Linked DNA regions of Mus musculus: region 1 is linked to region 2. A link is a contact called in public Micro-C data. All regions are on one chromosome and are shown on one strand. Each heading gives the region's core, a stretch centred on a gene start, on an enhancer-like site or on the middle of the called end of the contact. The rest is flanking DNA. Distances are from core to core; before and after follow the strand shown.

Region 1 (3,803 bases), core at 297-2,796, 380 kb before region 2:
ATCTGAAATCCAAGGTGTTGACAGTGAGGTCATAGTTAGAACTGGAAGTATTATTTTACTTTCCACATGCAGTGTTCTCCCACCCAGCCTTTCACTTAGAGCCACTTTCCCAAAGCACTTCCTTTCTACCTACCTTGCCTGGTTCCTTAACACATCGATTTATTTTAAATGCAGTTACTTGGAAGATAAGGATCTCAATTTTAAATTAACCTTTCTCATGTAGCTCAGAGTACCCATGAATTCCCAACGCTTAAGCTTAAGGGTGACATTGAACCTCTTAACCTTTTACCTAAAAGCTTTCGTTGCGATTATGGGTGTGCTAACAGCCTGGGTCTACGTGGTTCTGGGGATCAAACCCAGGGCTGCATATTAGACAAGCACTCTGCCAACTAAGTACACTCTTTAGCTCTACTAGGTAGTTGGCTGGGTTGTGTGTGTGTGGTTTTTGTGTGTGTTTTTTTTTTTTTTAAGACCCTTTCCAGCTTACCTCACAAGGCCTCCCTGCTAGGTATTCTTCGTCACTGTTCCAGTCCTCTTGGCTGTAGAGTTCTGTTATCTCTCTGGTAGGACTTCACTTCTGATCTACCTCAGAACTAGTGCCAGTTTCACACTCTGAACCTCCCACCAGGAGCCCACTGCATTTTCTGTTCACTGTTTAAGCCCGGCCCCACACTCTCCATTTCCTCCTATCCAGAATGGTTTTTATAACTACTACTCAACCTAGTACCCACTGGTGTGGCGCTCTTTAATTGCAACACACACCTTTGGGAGTTACCATGCTGAAGTGGAAAAATACCTTAGTGTATTTCATTGAGTGAATCCACCAACGGAGTTTATTTAGTCTGTTTTAGACCTTGTTGGGATTCTTTTCCACATAACTACTCACCCCCGTTGAACAAAAATTGAGTGTCGTCTCCGCAAGGGCCAGGGAATTACAGAAATGAAGAACCTTACAGTTCTCTAAGCCAAGGCTCCCTTTAGGGATTTAATATCCGTGCAATGGCAAATATTTGTCATGTGAGAACCTGAGAGGAGACTTCTCCCAAATCCTGTGGCCAAGACTCCACATGGACTTCCTACTGCCTCTTTCTCAGAAAAGAACTTTGTCTCCTCAGGACCACTAGATTATTCTGGAACGTTAGGCACGTCCGCTGTTTCTAACATGAGAGACAAGGTATGCGGGCTCACAGTAATGTAAAACGTACCCATTCTCACTCTAAACTGCCTTTCCAGGGCTAGAGACAGGGCAGCAGAGACACTGCAGGGAGCTGCTGTGATTCCTTGGCGGCGAAGAGCCCAGCCCAAAGGCGCAGGCGCCGCGCTCTAGCCCCGCCCACTTGTCCACCGAGAACGCCCGCCCACTCGTCAGCGCCGGCGCTACTTCAGCGCAAGCTCTGGCCCCTCCCACTCCGCTCTGCTCCGAGGTGACAGCCCGCGCTGCGCCCGGCTCGATTCCTATCCCGCCCATTTCCGGCGCGCCCCTGGCGACTAAGAGCGCGTCGCGGGTTCCGGTCCGGCCACCGCTCGTGACGTCACCACGGCCCCGCCCATCTCCTCAGCCTCGGTTGCCTGCAGCGCGAGTCCGTCGACCCTCGGCCATTCGCCGCCGCCACCGCCGCCAAAATGTGAGTGACGCGCTGCGCTGAGAGGCGAGGCGGGCTCCGGGGATGGTGGCCCACTCCTGCGACCCGCTTCAGGCGCGGTGGCCGCTGCTTGACACTCGGACTCGAGTGGAGGCCTCGCAGGCCTACGCGCGGAGTCCCGGGGCCTGAGGTGGGCAGCGGCCCCGCGGTGCACCCTGTCCCCGGACGCTGCGGGACGAGTCGTGGCGCCGCGACGTCCCCGAGTGCCCCGCGGACGGCGGGCAGACGCGGAAGGACGGGGGTGGGGACACCGCCTGACCGAGGAAGCGGCCGCCACACCCCGCGGCTCCTTCCTCGCGAGGGGCGGGAGCGAGCGTGAACGCTCACTCTGTGCGCGGGGTGCGCCCGGCAGGAGCGGGAGACCTGAGGTGGCCGGGAGCCCGTCGTAGGCCAGCGTTTGGCGCTCCCGACGCATCTGGGCAATGGGTTTCTCTTCCGTTTTAAGCCAGCACACTCTGGTTTTAAAATTGGTTTCTAATTGCAACCTTCAGCCAGAATTGTTGTCACCACTTAAGATGTACCTGGTCAGACTGCTGAGCAAATGGCAGTGTCCGGTCCACACTCAAGAGGATTAAATTGGTTCAGTTCAGCCAGCCGCATGTTCAGCCTAAGTTTTAATAAGATGGGAAGGATCGTAGTATCCTCTTTAGTGATATTAGACTTTAAAGAGAGAAAAAATAAATAACATGGATAGTGCTTCCAGAGCACGGTCCTTACCTGTTTAATTTTCGGACCCTGAGTTATGTGAGACAGCCATCAGTGATGTGTCCTTGGTGGTAGACACAGTGCAAACTTTAAAAAGTGCTGTGAGTCAACCCTAGAGTGACAGTTGTGTAGGAAGGCAAAAATTGGAAGCTGTTTTAGATACAAGAGTTTAATGGAGGCAATAAGGACTTAAAAACCAGAGTACTTGTGAAAAGTGGGGATGAGTGAAAATCCAGACTCACTGAACCTATGAGAGATGAATGACTTTCCAACAGAGACAGTTGCTTCAGCCTCCTTCCCGTTCATACAGACCCCCTCCATGCACTTTGAACCTATTTCTTCATATTGTCTGTTCTGTGATTGTTCCTAATTATCAGCCACAACAAAAAGATCAGGAGTCTACTTTAAACATCTGTGTGTCTTAAAGCAAGTTTAAAAAAAAAAAAAACCCACACTTTATTGACATAGAACAGATCTTGTTAAATATTTGTTTCAGACTTTTATCACTATCAAGTGATACAGTCTTAAGAATTATTGAGGGGTTATAAAAACATATTAGTGCCTTTATTTTTTACCTTGGGACTTTTAAGAAATAACTGCAGTGTAAGGAGTTAAGACTGCGTCCCACCATAACAGTTTATACACACAAACAGGCCATGGTATACTTGAGAGCAAAGGACACTTGAGAGCAGAGAACAACCTCACATGTCAGTCCTGGCTTTCCACCTTATTGGAGACACTATCTCTTGTTCAGTGCTGCATGTATCAGGTGAGCTGGCCCTCAGGCTTCCAAGACTCTCATGTGTCCACCTCCCATGTCATGGTTGGAGCATTGGGATTATATATTAGCTTATCAAGTGCACTGGGAATTACAGTGTACTCATACTTGTGACTTTATACCTTTCAGGTCTACAGGTGTGCCTTCGGGGTCAAGTGCTGCCACTGGCAGTAATCGAAGACTCCAGCAGACACAAAATCAAGTAGATGAGGTACCACTCTAAAATTTTAAATGTGACTTTTAAACAAACATGGGAATTCTCTAGAATTTTATTTAGAAAAAGAGTCGTTGGAGCTAGAAAGATGTCTCGGGAGTTAAAAGAACACTTACTTGTTCTAGCAGAGGATCCACCTGGGTTCCAAGCACTCTCATTTGTATCACGAAACTGCTTGTAACTGCCTCCAAGGGCACATGCATGCACCTGTACACACAGACACAAGCATGTAATTATTTTTTTAAAACATTAGAGAAAAAAGGCATCAGCAGTGTGTGGGCATAAATTTTGACTATATCAGAAGTCATCTTTTTAAACGTGTATTTAAAGGGCAATAGTACAGATTCTGCGAGAAACTCAGACAAGTATTTCCATATTCTTTTTGTTTAGGTTTATTTTTATTTTATGTATATGATGCTTTGCCTGAATGTTCTAGAAGCCATCTTCTAAGCACAAAGGAGAC
Region 2 (3,737 bases), core at 522-3,021:
AATAAATCTTTTTTTAAAAAAAAGTGGGCGCCACCACCCACTCTTTATTAGGGTTTCTATTGCTGCAACAAGACACCATGACCAAAAGCCAGTTGAGGAGGAAAGGGTTTATTTGGCTTACACGTCCACACTGCTGTTCATCATTGAAGGAAGTTCTGGCAGGAACTCAAGCAGGACAGGAACCTGGAGGCAGGAGCAGATGCAGAGGCCACGGAAGGTGCTGCTAACTGGCTTGCTCCCCAAGGCTTGCTCAGCCTGCTTTCTTACAGAACCCTGAACTACCCACAATGGACTGGACCCTCCCACATCAATCACTAACTAAAAAAAAATGTCTCACAGCAGGATCTTATGGAGGCATTTTCTCAATGGAGGTGCCCTCCTTTCAGACGACTCTAGTTTGTGTGTCAAGTTGACACAAGACCAGCCAGCCCACCATCTTTTTTCTTGGATCATGTGACATGGGGGCTCTGGAAACATAGCAGAGCGTGAAGCTCTGGATGGAAACAGGATTCATCTTCTATGTCATCTAGTTTCCTGTCACCAAGACAGACCCTGAGGAAACCCTCAGCTTCGCTCCCTCCTGCCACCAACAGTAACAGTTGCCTAAACTGATTTCTAGGACCTTTGAGGTCTTTGAACAACCTGAAGCCTGCAGCCATTCACTTTAGTCTGTGTAAGGCTGGTACCACTATGACGTCCCAGAACTCAGGCCTGCGCTCTCCGAGCATGCTACCGCTAGCGTTTCCTGAGCATGCGCTCTCCGAGCATGCTGCCGCTAGCGTTTCCTGAGCATGCGCTCTCCGAGCATGCTACCACTAGCGTTTCCTGAGCATGCGCTCTCCGAGCATGCTACCGCTAGCGTTTTCTGAGCATGCGTGCTATGAAAGCCCATGCTGCTCGCTCGTGTCATAAGTAAAGGCTTTTGATCTTGCCTGCGGCTCAGAAGTCCCTGTTTCTTAGCTCATAATTATATAATCTGGGGCTGGCAAGGTGGCTTGGCAGGTAAAGGCTCTTGCCATGAAAGGTTGACGGCCTTCGAGCGAGAGTTCAATCCCCGGAACCGCCATGAAAATGGATAGAGTTGACTCCACAAAGCCGTCCTCTGACCCCTGCAGCGGCTTCACCACACACATTGTTTCTGGAGAAGTGGTGTGCACACTTAGGTGCTAGAGGCAGGAGGATTGCCCCAAGTTTGAGGCCACCCTGGCCTGCACAATGAGTTCCAGGCGAGCCAGAGACACTGGCTCCAAATAAACAAACAAGTGAACAAAGAAACAAAACTCAACACGGGCCCACTGAGGAGGATCAGCAGGTAAAGGCTCCCAAGCCCCACAACTTGAGCCAAGTCCCTGGGAACCCACAGGTGGAAAGCAAGAACCGACTGGCCATCAAACCTTAATGAGAAGAACGAAAGAGAGAGAGAGAGAGAGAGAGAGAGAGAAGGTAGAGGTGACTACTCCTTGGTATGGTGGAGGGAAAGTTTATTATAGACCGTGGGAGAGCATAACCAGAGGCAGACACATCTGGGAGAGTCCAGAGTGGTCTTGACCCTGAAGCATGGGAGGAGAGGGGGAGGGGCAGGGAGAGAGGGGAGCCAAGTATAGAGCCAGGAGCCAAAGGTGCAAAAGAGGCAGAGAGGGTAGGTGACCAAAGCGTCTGAATTATATAGGGAACAGCCTCTGGGGGAAGGGCAGCCCAGCCCCAGGCTGGTGGAAGGGAGTGGGGGGGGGGGATGCCAGACTTACGCCATAGCAGGTAGGGACTGAGGGATGCTGGGAGAACCTGGAGGCCAGGTCCACTTTGTTATGTTAAATAGGCAGCACTCCAGACAGAGTCCACCCCCAGCCCCCCGTTCAACTGATCTAAAGCTCATGCACCCTCCCCCCTCCCCCACCTTCCTCCCCCACCCCCTCCCCCACCTTCATTTCCGCCAGCTTTCCCTCCCCGAGTTTCAGGGACATCCTGGAACAGTGTGAGATCCCGTTGCTATGCAGGCTTCTCCTGCCAGTGGCTTTTCTTCTCGGGGTGGGGGGGAATGCTCTTGTGCCATTGCCTGGGCTAATCGGATAAAAGCCGTTTGGCTTCCTTTCCAACCTTCCTAAACCTTTATTCCCCCAACATTTAAAAGAAGCCTCAAAGGAGAAGAATTATGGTGCGCTGCCCAGCCAGGGGTAGCGGGGTGTGCCTGCTGAGAGAGGGCTTGTCCGCTTTGTGCTTACAAAGTAGGTGGCTTGCCACTCTTTCAAGAAATATTACCGCACAGGCCATGGCTTAGCATTTACATGGATTAAATGGTCCTGTTTCCCCCAGGGACCACTGCTTCAGAAGCCAGAGTCTCTCAGCCTTTGTCCTTCCATGCACCCTACTGTGTACCTACTGTGCACCTTACCATACACCCCACCAAACACCCTACTGTGCACCCTACCATACACCCTACTGTGCACCCCACCATACACCCTACTGTGCACCCCACCATATATCCTACTGTGCACCCCACCATACACTCTACTGTGCACCCCACCATACATCCTACCGTACACCCTGCCATACACCCTACCAGCACAATCCTTATAAAAAGACTGAAGCAGAAACTGCAACCAACTTGTTGAGTTCTACCCTAATTTTTAAATATATATCATTATCTTGAAAATTAACACCTTGTAATTCCCCCTTCCCAAGACCCCCTGCTGTTAAGCCAACATCTGAGCCTACAGTTGTCCTTTGGCCCAGGTAGATGATGACAGGAGACACTTTCTGGCTCTGGTGTGTCTCTGAGGCAAGGGAGTAGCTGGTAGTGGTGTAATGTTGGTCTCAAGGTTTTCTGAGGGGAGCCTGAAGCTGGGTCCCTGCTCTCCTTCAACAACATTGCTGTTTGCAATAAGAACACACAACATGTAAAAGTGTTCAACCATTCATTAGAAACTTGAACCTTCCCAGAGGGAGACAGTTTATTATAGCCACAGACTAAGAATTAGACATTGACCCAGGTGTGGTGGTGCACACCTTTAATGCTAGCACTCAGGAGGCAGAGGCAGGCGGATCTCTATGCTCAGGGCCAGTCTGGTCTTTATAGCAAGTTCCAGACCAACCAGGGCTACACAGTGAATCCCTATCAAAAACAACAAAGAATCAAGCACTAAGGTCGCTTAGCTTGTAAATCTCTTCTATATATAATCAGGACCTGAGTTAGTCTAGTTGGTGAGTCCCAGGTTACTAAAACCCTGTCTCAGAAACCTAGGCAGACAGCCTCTGAGGAAGGATGCTGATGTCTTCTGCCCTCCTCATGCATGTGTGCACTGTTACACACATAAACACACACACACACCAGCAAAGACAGACAGGAGCCAGCGTCCCCAAGGCCAAGGCCTATACTTGAAACCCAGATGAAAACCCAGACAGCGTGTTGTGGGGAGGGGAAGCACTCCTCTGGGCCGGTCCCTTTTGCATTCTGATGAAACCGATGTCCTAGAGGAGAAGTAGGGCAGGAATAAATCTGGCCCTCCCTGCGTCCCATCGGTGATGGCTCCTGTGTGCAGGGGCCTCATTTACCAGGTCCGGTGGGAAAAGCCCTGAGCGGAGCTGTGTGAGCAAACCGGCTGGGCTCCATGGAGACGGGGCCCATAAAAGTGTCTTCTTCCATTTTCAAGGTAAATAGATGTCACCGCCACCGGGAAACAGAAACCGGGAGAACCTGGAAAGGTTACCCAGGCAGTAATTCTTTTCAGTTTCCAACTTCA

The links. A called contact is a pair of places that touch in the nucleus more often than the background predicts.
Region 1: a contact with region 2 is called in a Micro-C map of embryonic stem cells, with 5 times the contacts expected there. The contact joins the promoter of Vamp3 here to the enhancer-like site in region 2. A contact is called at or near these places in 3 of 39 promoter capture datasets (the 3T3-L1 cell line, maxillary cranial neural crest and second pharyngeal arch cranial neural crest), 1 of 484 Hi-C or Micro-C datasets (embryonic stem cells) and 2 of 115 datasets of contacts at active chromatin or transcription factors (embryonic forebrain and embryonic stem cells).

What each region holds. Positions count from the first base shown.
Region 1 is chr4:151,055,696-151,059,498 of GRCm38.p6, reverse strand. Vamp3 (vesicle-associated membrane protein 3) reads left to right here and starts at 1,546. Exons shown (of 5, transcript NM_009498.4): 1 at 1,546-1,625; 2 at 3,256-3,337. The coding sequence starts at 1,624. It overlaps Gm38529, which reads right to left. Exons shown (of 2, transcript XM_017320565.2): 2 at 443-3,547. The coding sequence starts at 2,058. The coding sequence ends at 1,489.
Region 2 is chr4:150,676,040-150,679,776 of GRCm38.p6, reverse strand. No RefSeq gene overlaps it. Among named protein-coding and RNA genes, the nearest start is that of Slc45a1, 26 kb to the right of the region's middle. Within about 2 kb of position 1,771, at least 33 of the 459 cell types and tissues checked have an H3K27ac peak or open chromatin away from gene starts, as enhancers often do. A contact at or near this core is called in embryonic stem cells, where this site is marked.